2 separate regions of the Mus musculus genome follow, and region 2 is linked to region 1. The links are chromatin contacts, called in public promoter capture Hi-C maps. All regions are on one chromosome and are shown on one strand. Each heading gives the region's core, a stretch centred on a gene start, on an enhancer-like site or on the middle of the called end of the contact. The rest is flanking DNA. Distances are from core to core; before and after follow the strand shown. Region 1 holds the start of 9430041J12Rik (RIKEN cDNA 9430041J12 gene). Region 2 holds the start of Lilra5 (leukocyte immunoglobulin-like receptor, subfamily A (with TM domain), member 5).

Region 1 (7,136 bases), core at 2,279-4,778:
ACAAACAACTCCCACATCCTTTGCAAAGACATTCAGCATTTACAGCCTTGTCTTAGGAATCATTAGGCCAAGTGCTGTCTCTTCTAGCCCAGGTGTTCCTTACCCCTTCCTCCTAAATGCCCTAGACCCTATTCTTTTGTAAAAGACATTGTGCCCAGAGCTCTAAGCCTTCCCCTATGATGCCCAGGGATCCAGGCATCCAGCCAGCTGGAAGAGACTGAGAGAATGTGGGAGGGAGGGCTGGAGAGGCCAGGCCAAGAGCTGGGCCCTGTCTCTGCCCAGCCAACACACAGACTCCATTGTGGAGCTTGAATATGGGGACCCACTTTCCTCCATTAGTCTGTACTCCACACTGGAGGGGGCGAGAGCCTGATGCCCTCACAGTTCCCAGCCTTGGGCTACACAGGCCCCACCTCATCCCTTGGATGGGAGCCTACTGCCCTTGCCCCATTGTTCAGGACCCTACAAAGCTCCTCTTGTTCCTAGGCTCTGAGGGGGCTGGGGCTGTGCCTCACCCCCACTGGGCCTTTTTCAACATCCCACCCCCATCCACCCCCATTCTGGAGAGCCTGATGAGAAAAAAAATCTTGGCTATAGGGCGCCCAACCCCCATATACTCCCAAACACACACCCTCTTCTTCCTACAATGAGGAAGAGTGGCCCACAGCCCAGACTGGGGTGAGAGTGCTCCAGGACATAACCCCCAGCTGGCTGGAGGGGACACCAGATTTCTAAAGTAGTCCTGCTGGCCATGTATGAGGTCCCCACTAGGTCTCAGCCCCTTAACTAACTATGACCCGGTAGGGGCTGGACTCAGAGCCAGAAATCTCAGTGTCAAGTTCGGGGTAACTCCTAGGGAGCAAGCACATTGGGAGCCCTGGATGGTTCTTATACCATGAGTCTGACTCTCCGCTTGCCTCTTAAACCATATAGGCTTGCAAAGTCATGTTTCTCCCTTCCTGACGATCCTCATTCAGGACCAGGTGTGGCAATCTTGAGCCCAGCTCTCATCACGAGAAGGACCCAGACCCAGCTTTAGTGTGGGCTGAGTGGGTGCTACTGGTGGTGACCCTCTACGGTCTGTTTCCCTGATTGGCACTCTGGCTGAAATCACAGAGTGCTTTCTGTGGCGTGTTCAGTGCCTGGCACAGAGTAGTTATGTTCAGTTGTTGAACTGATGAGTTGATGAGTGAGCGAATGAATGAGTTTGATCAGTGTTAACACTCATAGGGGACATCCAGGCACTGTGCACTCTCTAGTCTATTCTCACTGTAACTAGGGTATGCGTAGTGCCGCAAACCACGCGCTATAGATGGAGAAACTGAAGTCTAGAGAGTATCTCACGCCTCTAGATAGAACCGCGGGCCAATGAGAGAACCACTGAGATCTCCAAGCCTAGTAGGCTTTCTTTTCTCCTCCCAGGCAGGCTGCTTCACACCCCTCAAACCTCTCTATCCCCCACTCACAGGGCAGGCAGGCACTCTTAGTGCCTAGCGGTTCTCCCTCCTAACTCTGGGCTCATACCCCCAAGGTCTCTAGAAAAAGACAGCGAGTATAGGAATCTCTGTCCCCGCCCCCACCCACCCTGGGGCCCCATTACCAGCCCACGAGAAGGGCAGCAATGCAGCTCCAGGTGACGCAACCTCCTCCGGGTGGGGGACTCTTGGCCCCATGGGGTTCTGGAGGCCTGCAGCAGCAGAAGCGGATGAGGTAGACAGCGATGAAGATGAGGCTCAGGCCTAAACCAAGCCCAGCCAAGGCTGCCACCAGCAGCAGGGCCTGAGGAAGAGGTGTTGAGAAGCCTCAGAGGGCACTTCCATGTCCCAGACAAGAAGTTCCTTCTCAGCTGCATGGCAATTGAAATGAAACATGCCCCAAGGACTTGCTGCTGCTCTCTGAACTGTATGGGAATAAGGGGCAGGAAGGCCCCCGTGTCTGTATTTCGGGAGAACAGGAGAGGCAGCCTCCTTTACCCCTCTCTCCCTCCTGCTACTGAGCTCACACACCCACTGCAACTGAGTTTGTCACCCCAGGGCTGGGGATGGAAACAGGGATGCTGTGACAGCGTGTGTGTGTGTGTGTGTGTGTGTGTGTGTGTGTGTGTGTGTGTGTGAGAGAGAGAGAGAGAGAGAGAGAGAGAGAGAGAGAGTCAAGGCCCAGGGATGGAGATAGGGAAGGGAGACTGATGAGCAAAAGAGATGACGATGCAGACAGAAAGAGGCAGCCAAGGAAACAAGAGAGAGATATGGAGATAAGACACACAAAACATCAGAAGGATTAAATCAGAGATCGAGGAGAGAGACAGACAGAGATGAAGAGACAAAGAGGGGCATATACAGAACTATAGAAAAAGCAGACAGGGCGGAATGTGTAGCGAGACCCACAGGGTAGAGGAAAGGAAAGGTAGGCAGAAGGGATGTTTACAGCTCGAAACACCTTGTGGAACAGGGCGGCTCTGATCTAGGTGTGATAGTGCATGCCTGTAACCCCAGCATTCTGGCAGCTGAGGTGAGAAAACGGCCACACTTTCAGGCTAGACCAATCAATACACAAACTCCAGCCAGCCCCGACTAGAGAGTGAGGCCATGCTTCAGATAAACTATACTATAGTGGACTCTGCATATGGTAGGGTCTTTCAGAAGACCTGTGTCTCATGTCTTCTCATAGGCCCAGGGCTGGACACAGTTGTCCTAGAGTTACACAGCAGAGTAATGGAAGTGTGAGATCTAGAATCACAACCCTGCAGTCCCAGGGGCCACTGTCCTTAAACGGTGGCACAGCTGCCTGCCCTCCACATCATCTGTGTGCCCGACAAGTGTGTGCAGTGCAACGTTGATGTGGCCGTGAGTTTGCCTTCCATCAGATGAGGGCATATGGAGAGAGGATGAGGTATTTGTGTAGACCATGCTGCGTGTCTGTATGCAGCAGAATACTTGCGGGCATTAATGTTTTCTGAACACAGCTGCTTCAGTCAGTGAGTTGTGTTAAGTAGACTGAGTGAGTGTGTGTGTGTGTGAGCTTATGCTCATGTGAGATAGGGTAGCTGTGCATAATGTATGAGTGTGCCCGTGTGTGATGGTGCACACACGAGTGTGTTGTGTATATGTGACTGGTCATATGGTTGTTCAGGTCCTATCTCAGAGGCTCTCTTAGTTGGTCTTTCTGTGCTCACAATGGCCATTTCTATGAAGAATAATGTCCCAGGAATGCAACTGTGTGTGCCTCAGCTGTGACTGACTGATGAGTATCGGGTTGAGGGTTGAGTGAACTGCTCTGAGCGGCTGTGGTGGTACTGGGGACCCCAGGAGGGGATTCCTCGTGGCTGAGGGACTCTCCAGAGCCATAAGCCCCAAGAGTTGGGCTGGGAGTGGGTGGGCCGACCGGCTGGAGGCTGCGATTGTGTAAGTGGCTGTGGGCGAGGGGATGGCGGTGCTCATTTGGAGGGGAGAGGGGGCGGGTGGAGTAGGCAGGGAGGAGCCGCTCAGGCTGTGCCAGCCATGACCCAAATAGCAAGCACACCAGCACACGATCCCCCTCGCTGCTTTTCTGGGAACATCCCCCTCCCTCGAAGCTCTCCCAACCCTGTGCCCCTTTCCCAGAGGGCTGCCACAGAGGTTCAGACTTGAGGGGAGGGCAAGGCCAACTCCCAGCCCCCCACCAGGCCCCCAGCTCAGCCAAGCTTTTCTCCTCATTAATCTCAAAGTCAAGGACTTGAATTAAACTGGGTCAGGGGACAGCACCTCCGCCCCCCCCCCCCCACGAACCGCAGCTGGGCCTCTTTCCCTAGGGACCCCAGAGTCTGTGAGGGTCCACCACCAGCCTCACCCTCCTGGGACCCAGGCCTGTTGTCTTCCTTAGCCTGGAACCTAACCACATTTCTATCCCAACCCTCTCTGGCACCCTAACAACCCCTTCCCTCCTGGGACAGGCTGAAGGCACCTTGAATCCTCATCTTACCTCAGCTGGTTTCCCCAGTCCTGATCTCTGTTCCCTATTTGAGGATATCAATCCTTCCCAGACCTCGGCTGCCTCCCCTGCCTTCCCTCTCTCAGTCCTTTCTCTACCCCCACCCCCCCGCCAAAAAAAAATTTTTTTTTAATTTAATCTGGGACATATTTACTAGTCGGGATTCTGTGGGGGCGGGGTCCTTCTCGCCTGGGACCTCAAGAGCGGACCTTTCCTTAGATGACCCTAAAGACTGGCTTTCCAGGCAGGTCTCAGAAACCCAAATGCTGGGCCCCCATCTCCTCCCATTCAGGATTCTTGGAAGTCTAGGATCCCAGCTCTCCTTATCTGGGAAGAGAGGGGTCTGCACCCCCAGCGCACGTCCTAGGGGAACCTCAAGGTATGAGCGCTATACCTCTGATCTTGGACTTGTACTCACAAATGCAGGCCGGGTCCCCAGCCCCTAAGACGCCGGAACTCTGACCCAGCCTCCTGTTCCCAGGGGACCTGGCCCAGGTTTGCCATCCCACCTGCTGGTACTCTTGGTCGCGGGGAGCAAAGCCGCTGGGCACCGGGCGGAGCTGGAAGTCGGCGCGGGGCAGCTGGTGGAGGAGATGCACCCAGGCAGAGGGTCGGTAGCCCGGGGGTGCCCCCATGGCCCCGGGGAGGGGCAGCGGGGCGGACCGGGCCGGGAGCCTCGGTGCTGTGCGGGGCGCGGGCGGAGCGGGGTTTGCGGGGCTCCCGGGAGCAGGAGCCCGGAGGGCCGGGGGTGGAGATTGGGGAGGGGGGAGGCGAGGCAGCGCCTCAGTGCTGCCTCTGGCGGTCACCGGAGGCAATGCGGCGTGAGCAGTGGTCCCCGTTGCTCCGCCCTCTCCTGGGCTCCCACCTGCTGCCTGTGCAGGTGAAGGGTCTTTGCTCATGTCAGTGGTATGCAGGGGCTGTGCTTGCTGAGAACAAAATGGATTCGCCCGCCTTGTCCCTGTCTGTATAAGAGCCAGGATACTGGGATTTCTCTTTCAAGCACACAAGCTCTTTATCCTTATGTAAAACCTTCACCTTGGTGTAAAGGTCATTAGTATTTGAGCAGCAGTTAGCCAGGCGCGCCAATAAAAAATCCCTCACTTTTCCGTTTGTAAAGACAGCTTCTGCTTAGGTAAGAGTCTCCTTCTCCACGACACATTTTGTCATTACCTGTATATGGACACAGTTTCTAGACAGAAATCTTCCTGTGTGAGCAGACCCTTCCAGAAAGACCTACACATGCCGTGAGAACTGTTTGTATAAGAACTCCACCAACTTTGAATAGGATCCTAATTATCTATCTATATAGGGGCCCATCCCATTTGTGTATGGTGGCTTCCCACATGTTTGAGACCTTCTCCAAACTGCTTCATTCTCTAGAATGACCCCCACTACTTGCCACTCACGTAAAGTTTGCAAGTGATCTTCTAGCCAAAATATTTGTGTTGGGTCTCATGGGAAGCTGCTAAAGTCACACAGATAGATGATGGGAGGCAGGTATCCCTGGAGGGACCCTGGCCACCATGAAATCATCACTCAGACCTTTACTGTGTGACCTAACATTCCCAGGGTGCTGCTCAACTGTCCCTTTTGGTGTGTAGGAGGCCTAATTTTTGCCCCTAGAACGCCCAGTAGTGTTTCTGTCTGCCTAGGGGAGGGTATTGGATGGGAAGGAGTAAGAGTTGACCCCCCCATGCCATCCATGAATTTTAGTTGAGAATGGTAGAAAGGGCTAGCAAGAGAAGTAATGATGATTGTGTTTGTGATGACTGATGGTCCTGGTGATACCGATGGTAGTCATGGGGATGGCAGAGTTGTGATGGTGGTGGTGATAATGGTGATGGTCATGGTGGTGGTGATGGTGATACAGTTCCTGATGATGATGGTGGTGGTGAGAATGATGATGGTGAGCATGCAGATGATAAGATTTTCTTGGTGTTGATGATGGTAGCTGAAGAGACAGTGGTGATGAAGATGGTGGTGATGATAGTGATGCTAGTGATGGTAGTGATGGTGATAGTGATGGATAGTGATGTGATGATGGTGGAGATGATGATGGTAGTGATAATGATGAAAGTGGTAGTGATCATTGTGATGATGATGGTGATGATGGTGATCATGACCAGAATATTGGTGATGACAGTAATGATGCTGGCATGATAATGGCAATGATGATGTCAATGGTAATGACAATAACAAATAGAAGTAAGAAGTTGGATGGACTCATGTTCCCCACCATCCCAACCAAGTGGTCTGAATGGGGCTTGGAAAAGACAAAGACTCTGAGATGAGCAGCTGGAGGAGGCATTCTAACTGACTTTAAGTGAGTTCTGAATCTAAAGTCTTTATTTCCCCATCTATAAAACCGAGAGGATAAATATTTTATGTGTCAGTTTAAAAGACAAGTGAGAGCCAGAGAAGGTAAGCAGTAGCATCCCAACTCAGAATCAAAAGCTTTAATGAGAAATAGTAATCTGGGACAGATTCACAGACAGACACAGACACATGGACATAGGGACACAGACACACAGACACACAGACACACACACACACACACAGATGGGGGAGCGGGAGAGAGATGGGGGCGGGGAGAATTTGAACTGATTGCCTCTCTTTCCCTCCACTCCATTTGTCTCCGTCTGCCTCCTGAATGTGTGGTTTGGTTCCAGAAGGCAGCCCCCTTGGGGAATTGCTTCAGTCTGCATTGATTCAACTCAAGACACCTGTCCCATTACATTAGAGATGTGTGGTATGTCTGATACAGGTCTGTTAGTTTGACCTGCATCAGACATTATACCCTATTTATTTCTTTTGGATATGGAGATATGGTCCTTGTTGGTTTCTGGAGTCCCCAGCTGGGGACTTTATTCCCAAATAACCTCAGGGCCCATGGGCATTAATCCAAGCTGCGTGTGGGGAAGCTGGTTCTGGACACGTGGTTGATGCCATTTAGTCTCAGCCAGTGTTGCCATATGGGAAGAGGAACCCAGCCTTACCAGATGTTCCAAATTTCCAAACGAAGACTGAAATCTGAATATTTTTAAAGCAAAATCCCTCAGCTTTTAAATGTTAAAATGAATTCAAATAAAAAAAATGACTATGTGGGCCAAATAAAACCTGTCCGTGGGTTGGAGCTGGCTGGTCTGCAAGCTCTGGTCTATCCAGACACT
Region 2 (7,136 bases), core at 1,569-4,068, 120 kb before region 1:
TCTCTGCCTCTCTCTCTTGAGTCCTGGGATTAAAGGTGTGTACTACCATGCCTGGCAAGTTCAAATTTCTTAATTTAATTTCTTACTCTGTTTCTCTCTCACTCCCTCTATCTGTTTCTTCCTCATTCCTCTCTTTCTGTCTTTTTGTCTATCATTCATCTTCTGATTTCCTTCCTCTCTTCCTGTCTGTCTTCTTTCCTCCTTCTTTCTTTTGGGATAGTGTCTTACATAGCCCAGACTAGCCTTCAACTCACTATGTCACCTAGGATTACTTTGCATTTCTGATCCTCCTCCTTGTGCCTCCACCTTCCCAGTGCTGCAGTTACAAGTCACAGTCACAGTTCCCAGTGTATTTAGTGACAGGGCCTCCTGCTTGCTAGACAATGATTCTACCAACTGAGCTACAACTCTGGCCCTATTTTGTATGTTCCTTTCTATAAATATACATCACTCTCATCACATAGCTTCATGCAGATCGGGATGAACTCTTCTTTTTGTAGGAGTTTCCTACTGGTCTCCTTGATGGATGCTTCAGACCCACTCTGATCTTTGTGCTCAAAACTTGTATCAGAGTCACTTTATAATGAAATTTTACTTGATTTCACCAAACCTTATAATTAGAGGCACTAGTTCTCCTGCGGGCAGGGCAATGAATGAGCACAGACATTACAGGTACGGGTCCCCTTATCTAAGACCTTGACTTCCACAGGGGTCTGGGATATGACAACAAATAGGGTTATAAGTTTCAACAGCTACACCTTTAAGTGTCCCCAAGAAGGGAGGTCACAGCAGCACTCCTAGAGAATTCTGCCTGATACTGCTGATCTAGGAGACATTGATCTCAGACACAGACAGGAAGGAGCTGCTCTCCCCTTGATCAGAAAAAAAGTGCCTATCATTTTCAGTGATTGACACTGCAGGGCCACTTACTCTCCATAGGATACCATGGGGCCTCGCTTCATTGAGAAGTGTGAGAGTGTGACAGGGAACTGTCCCAGAGGAAGAGAGATGGGGGAAGTGTTGACTATTTCTGAACCTGACTCTGAGGACGTGGCTCTCTTCCTGCTTTCGCTGACTCTGCTCCTGCCCCACTTCCTAGTCTGTTGCTCCTGAGCTCCTCATCCTTCATCCTGGCCACCAACTCTTCTCCCTTGGTTGGTCCTGTGCAGTTTTGAGTCTCTGAGTGGACCCACTGGACTCCTCAGTTATAATCAGGGTTTTCACAGTCATTAGGTACTGACCACTTGAAAGAGACGTTGTGTACACTATAGCATCTGGACCAGCCCCGGTAGGGGTCCAAAGGGAAGTTGGCCTTTAGAGCCCTGCTTGGTAAATAACAGGCCAGGGCTGTGGATGAGGTCACTTCCCTAACCCTTGGACAGAGAAGTCTTTCATAATAATCTATGTATAAACAACAGTTAGGTTCTCTCCAATGGAAAGATTGAGAGTTTGGACAAGTAAGCCGTGAGTGCTTTTGAGGCAGCCCTAGGGAGAAAATGGCCTGAGGGATCAAAGAGCTGCCACCTGTCAAGCACCACCCCACCCTCCATATTCTACCTGCAAGTGCCAGTACTCCTCCTAATCTGGGGCTCCAGTTCAGTTTCTCTTATCCTCTTACTTCCTGGGACTCCCTTAGGAAAAGCAAAATTCTTGGCAATGAACTTATGCTGTCAACCACTAACTGAGTTAATGTTGGAGCTTTCTCACCTGACACATGTATTTCCAAGAGATCGCTGGGTTCCGACCACACCTGGGGGCTGTTGACATGATAGCCGTAACATCTGAATATCCACCTTTGACTGGGGGTCACGGGGCCCACAGTAAATAGGCCCTGGAATTGCCCCGTAGAGTTTATAAACTCTGATTCCTGGATCAAGGACCACTTCTGTTCTCCTTCCTTGGTCAGAACAAACCTGTTAAATCCCAGTGTTGAGACACACTGAAGGGTTACAGTCTCCCCTGAATTCACAACATTGCTGGGCTGGGTGGACAGGCTGGGTTTACTATAGAGTCCTAGAAGAGAAAGTTGTAGCGTGTTAAGTGGGACTATCCAGGCTGCATTGCCTTCCAGTGTTGAGCTGTGAGACAGGACACTCTTGAAAGTAGACCCCTTTCCTGAGGTGCTTAGCTTGGGACTGAGTGTTCTCTCACCTGTCACTGCAAGCTCTAGAGGGTCACTGTGCTCTGACCACCCAGTGGGGGTCTTATAGTAACAGCGATATATCCCCCCAGATCGTTGTTCAATTGATGGGATCAAGAACTGAGCTTTGTTTGTGGTCTTCGGAGTGTTCCGTGTGCGCCAAGGATGTGGACCCCCCTCTTTATAAAGACGGTATTCCCGGGCCCCTGTGGTCACCTCACATGAGATGGTCACCTGCTTCCCTTTGGCAACCACCAATCCTGGCTGAACACTAAGGGTTGGCTTGTGCGGATTCCCTGCAAAGAAATGAGGGAAACAGTCATACAATATCGCCCCTCGATCTCAGCCTTCAGCTCTAGTACCCCTTCCCTGGTATCATCTGATGTTCTCGAGCCCCACTGAGCGGGGGAAGCTTCAGTTCCCGAGTGAGGAGCGATCTGGAGCAGTACTCACCTTCCGACATGGAGGTCTCTTGGCCCAGATTCAGCCCTAGAAGAGAATCCCCCATGAAAAGTTTGCCCCTAACACCTACCTAAGCGCTCTTTCGCTTCACTGGAATCTCTTAAACACCCTGAAGCTTCCTGATTGGCTAGAACCCGGCTGTATGGCCATTATTACCCTTCTCCTCTTCAAATCTTACCCAGACAGAGCACAGCTGTGAAGACGAAGGTCATGGCACTTTCTCTCAGTGGCTGCAATTGTACTTTTGGGAGAGACCACAGTGTCTGGCCAGATCGACAAATATCACAAAGTATGGGACGTTTAGAGAGGCGGGATTCCTAGAATCACATGATTACACAGAGGAACCTTCAGAGTACACACAGGAAGGGAAACAGCCCTCCTTAGGCAACTGCCTCTCATTTCCCCAGGACTGTGATTTGAATAAGCTCCAGAAATTCTTACAGATACGGTCATCTCGCTTAACCTCAATTATTAAGAGTGCAGCAGAAACAAAATACCTTTGTTACCTTCCTTTGCTGGCCCCTTCCAGCTGAGGGTGGCTAAAGATTGATCTTTCTCTCTTAAAAACTCCCCATAGAGAATCCACTCTTCCAGCTCATCCTTCCAAAGCTCTGGGGAGTCCTTACATAGATCAGTTATCTTGTAGCCATAAACATTCTTCTGGGATGATGCAGATTGATGTTCATGATGGGGGCAGAGTAGCAGGCACACTGAGCATTTAACTGTGCCCCTCACAGGGAGCTTCATTCTGGGGATGGGCATGGAGGGGAACACACAGAGATGGGGAAGGAAACATAGCTGTTCTTGTGGTTCTGGGAGTGGGTGTCACTGTCCCCTGAAGAACAGCCCCCAGCATAGACCTCACTTTCTTTTCTTACTAACATCATCTGCCTCCATCTCTCTGAGAACAATACTCAGAGCTGTTCCTTCCCTTCTCACTGTTTATGTTTTTTTCTGGGGCCGTGTTCTCCTTGCTGGAAGAAGGTTTGCTTTCTCCCTAAGACCTGCAAGTTAGTCATTGGTGGTGCCAGTTTGAAGACTAGCATCTCATCGCTAAGGTTCCACCTTTGGAGCCTGTTGTCAGCCTGTTGTTCACTACTCAGATTGAGCATTGAATTGTGCCATGGTGTCTGGGACATTCATGAGTTCATCCATCAAAAGCAAGTGTTTGGGGCATGAGAAGTTCATGCTGTTGTTGCATCGTTTAGGTGCTCACTAATGTGTGTGTGTGTGTGTGTGTGTGTCTGTCTGTCTTTCTCTGTTCCATGTATCTACACGTGGTCCATCATAATATGTGTGAAAACTTCAGATAGTCATGGTCAGGGGAAGAAAACGAGAATAAAAGATTCCTGAATGGAGAAGAACCCATTTCCTAGATCACAGGGGCAGGAAGTACAGTGGATGTGCCATCTTCGGAGTTCTGTATGGGAATTTGCTCTCCAAGTGGTAGGATCAGGAATTCTAGCAAAGACAGCCATCTGTGGTTCCAATCTCCTCGTTGCAGACAAGTGCTGGGATGTCTAAATTCATTATCCAAACCCCACAGTCAGCACTGAGCTCTATGAATACATAAGACAGATCTACTCCAGTATTTGTCACTGTGGTAGTTTGAATATGCTTGGCCCCATGGAAGGTGGCACTATTAGAAGGTGTGACCTTGTTAGAGTGGGTGTGGCCTTGTTGGAGGAAGTTTATCACTGTGAGGATGGGCTTTGGAGTTCTATGCTCAATCTCTGCCCAAGACAAAAGAGAGGCTCTGCCTGCCTGGCTGCCTGCCTGCCTGCTGAAGACAGTCTCCTCCTGGCTGCCTTTAGATCAAGATATAGAACTCTCATCTCCTCCAGAACCAAGTCCGCATGCATACTGTCATGCTTCCCACCATGATGATAATGAACTGAACCTCTGAAACTCTAGGCAAGCCACAATTAAATATTTTCTCTTATAAGACCTGTCTTGGTCATGCTGTCTCTTCTCAGCAATTGAAACCCAAACTAAGACAGTCACCCATGGTCATCCATCACATAAGTCTGAATGTGAGGGTCCCACTGAAGCCCTCCCTGACAGTCACAATTCTGAGCATATGCCAAGTGTAGAGAAATAGATACCACATTGCAGAGCTGATGAACAAGCTCCCTGAGCTTCCTGTTTTCTAGGTCAGACTAGAAGAAACCTTCTGTAGACAATCTGGGTCAGGAAAGGCAAGACTGCTAACAGGAATGAATAGAACAGAGAGCTAGAAGTAGGTAGGTATCATTTTAGTGAGAAGTTGTGGGTTGGAACCCTTCATTTAAAGTAGTTCTATTTAAGTGATAGAAGAGGCTGTGTTGGAGTGTGAGAGTCTGAGGGAGTATCAGGAAAGAAACTCCTCTATGCAGAACTCCACAAACACTGAAGATGAGGGACTGTTTTCCACTCTCCCCACCTCCACAGCATCACATGGATCCTATTAGTGGTAGATGGATCTGAGAACATCACCTTTCAACTCAACAAAACTATGCCAGTAATTCACTTCATAAACTTGTGCTTTGATCCACCTTTCTTGAAGAAGCTTCTTTTTGCAGTACGCTCATTCATAACTGATCAAAAGACAACAAGTAATTATAACTCCTTAACTCTGTATCACTTTTTCTACCAAGGCTTAGTGAACATCATGAAAGAGGAGTAGAAAGAATATAAAAGCCAGAGGATGGGGACGGGGGCTGTGAAATACTGTCTTATGAACATGAATAGCTGTTGTATACATAAACATATAGCAGCTGAGGTTACCTATACAAAATCCCTGTGTGTGTGTGTGTGTGTGTGTGTGTGTGTGTGTTTGTGTGTGTGTGTGTGTACTGTTGGCAGTTGATGGCTGCTGAACAAGAGATGGGATAAATCACTTTTCTTTAGAAGAATGGCCACTGCAAGGTTGTTCATGCCCTAGCGGATGACCCTATACACATGGACTAATTGGACTCCAGTAAGTTAATTACAAATTATATTAACTTAGCAGGAAATTGGGAGGAAATGTGATAAAAGGTTCAGGGATGGAGTCCAAGTAGAAGTATGGAAGTGATGGGTGGATATATGATCAATATAATTTGCATACATATATGAAATTGACAGACGGGTGAGGGTGTGGAATACAGAGGCCAGAAGTTTCTGGGACAGGCGAGAGCCAGAGACCTTCTGAGGCGGCACCATTTTCGGCTCCAAACAACCGGCCACCTTCCTGGCCAAAGCAACACAGCTTCTGGGAAAGATCCTGTTTTGGGCCTTCATCTTCAGCCAGGAGGAGGTCCAAACACCAGATAACTGTGCACCTTCCCTGAAAGAGGAGAGCTTGCCTGCAGAGACTGCTCTGACCACTGAAACTCAAAGGAGAGAGCTAGTCTCCCACGTCTGCTGATAGAGGGTAACAAAATCACCAGAGGAACAATCTCTAAACAAAGACAACTATAACAACTAACTCCAGAGATTGCCAGATGGCGAAAGGTAAATGTAAGAATCCTACTAACAGAAACCAGGACCACTCACCATCATTAGAACCCAGAACTCCCACTTTGCCCAGTCCAGGGTACCCTAACACACCTGAAAAGGTAGACCTGGATTTAAAAGCATATCTCATGATGATGGTAGAGGACATCAAGAAGGACTTTACTAACTCACTTAAAGAAATACAGGAGAACACTGCTAAAGAGTTACAGGTCCTTAAAGAAAAACAGGAAAACACAACCAAACAGGTAGAAGTCCTTATAGAAAAACAGGAAAACACATCCAAACAGATGATGGAAATGAACAAAACCATACTAGACCTAAAAAGGGAAGTAAACACAATAAAGAAAACCCAAAGTGAGGCAACGCTGGAGATAGAAACCCTAGGAAAGAAATCTGGAACCATAGATGCGAGCATCAGCAACAGAATACAAGAGATGGAAGAGAGAATCTCAGGTGCAGAAGATTCCATAGAGAACATCTGCACAACAATCAAAGAAAATGGAAAATGCAAAAAGATCCTAACTCAAAACATCCAGGAAATCCAGGACACAGTGAGAAGACCAAACCTACGGATAATAGGAGAGGATGAGAATGAAGATTTTCAACTCAAAGGACCAGCAAACATCTTCAACAAAATTATTGAAGAAAACTTCCCAAATCTAAAGAAAGAGATGCCCATGAACATACAAGAAGCCTACAGAACTCCAAATAGACTGGACCAGAAAAGAAATTACACCCGACACATAATAATCAGAACAACAAATGCACTAAATAAAGATAGAATACTAAAAGCTGTAAGGGAAAAAGGTCAAGTAACATATAAAGGCAAGCCTATCAGAATTACACCAGATTATTCACCAGAGACTATGAAAGCCAGAAGAGCCTGGACAGATGTTATACAGACACTAAGAGATCACAAATTCCAGCCCAGGCTACTATACCCAGCCAAACTCTCAATTACCATAGATGGAGAAACCAAAGTATTCCATGACAAAACTAAATTCACCCATTATCTCTCCACGAATCCAGCCCTTCAAAAGGTAATAACAGAAAAAAA

Evidence for each region. Capture Hi-C pulls out chosen DNA fragments and counts their contacts.
Region 2: a promoter capture Hi-C map of adipose tissue shows a contact between it and region 1. The contact joins the promoter of Lilra5 here to the promoter of 9430041J12Rik in region 1. A contact is called at or near these places in 10 of 39 promoter capture datasets (the HPC-7 cell line, cranial neural crest, embryonic stem cells and 5 more), 1 of 115 datasets of contacts at active chromatin or transcription factors (embryonic stem cells) and 3 of 9 other capture datasets (adipose tissue, liver and pancreatic islet).

Annotation. Positions count from the first base shown.
Region 1 is chr7:4,117,120-4,124,255 of GRCm38.p6, reverse strand. 9430041J12Rik (RIKEN cDNA 9430041J12 gene) reads left to right here and starts at 3,528. Exons shown (of 9, transcript NR_033568.1): 1 at 3,528-4,345; 2 at 4,448-4,576. It overlaps Ttyh1 (tweety family member 1), which reads right to left and starts at 4,726. Exons shown (of 14, transcript NM_021324.6): 1 at 4,476-4,726; 2 at 1,601-1,779. The coding sequence starts at 4,601.
Region 2 is chr7:4,233,436-4,240,571 of GRCm38.p6, reverse strand. Lilra5 (leukocyte immunoglobulin-like receptor, subfamily A (with TM domain), member 5) reads right to left here and starts at 2,818. Exons shown (of 6, transcript NM_001081239.2): 1 at 2,781-2,818; 2 at 2,594-2,629; 3 at 2,152-2,436; 4 at 1,708-2,013. The coding sequence starts at 2,814.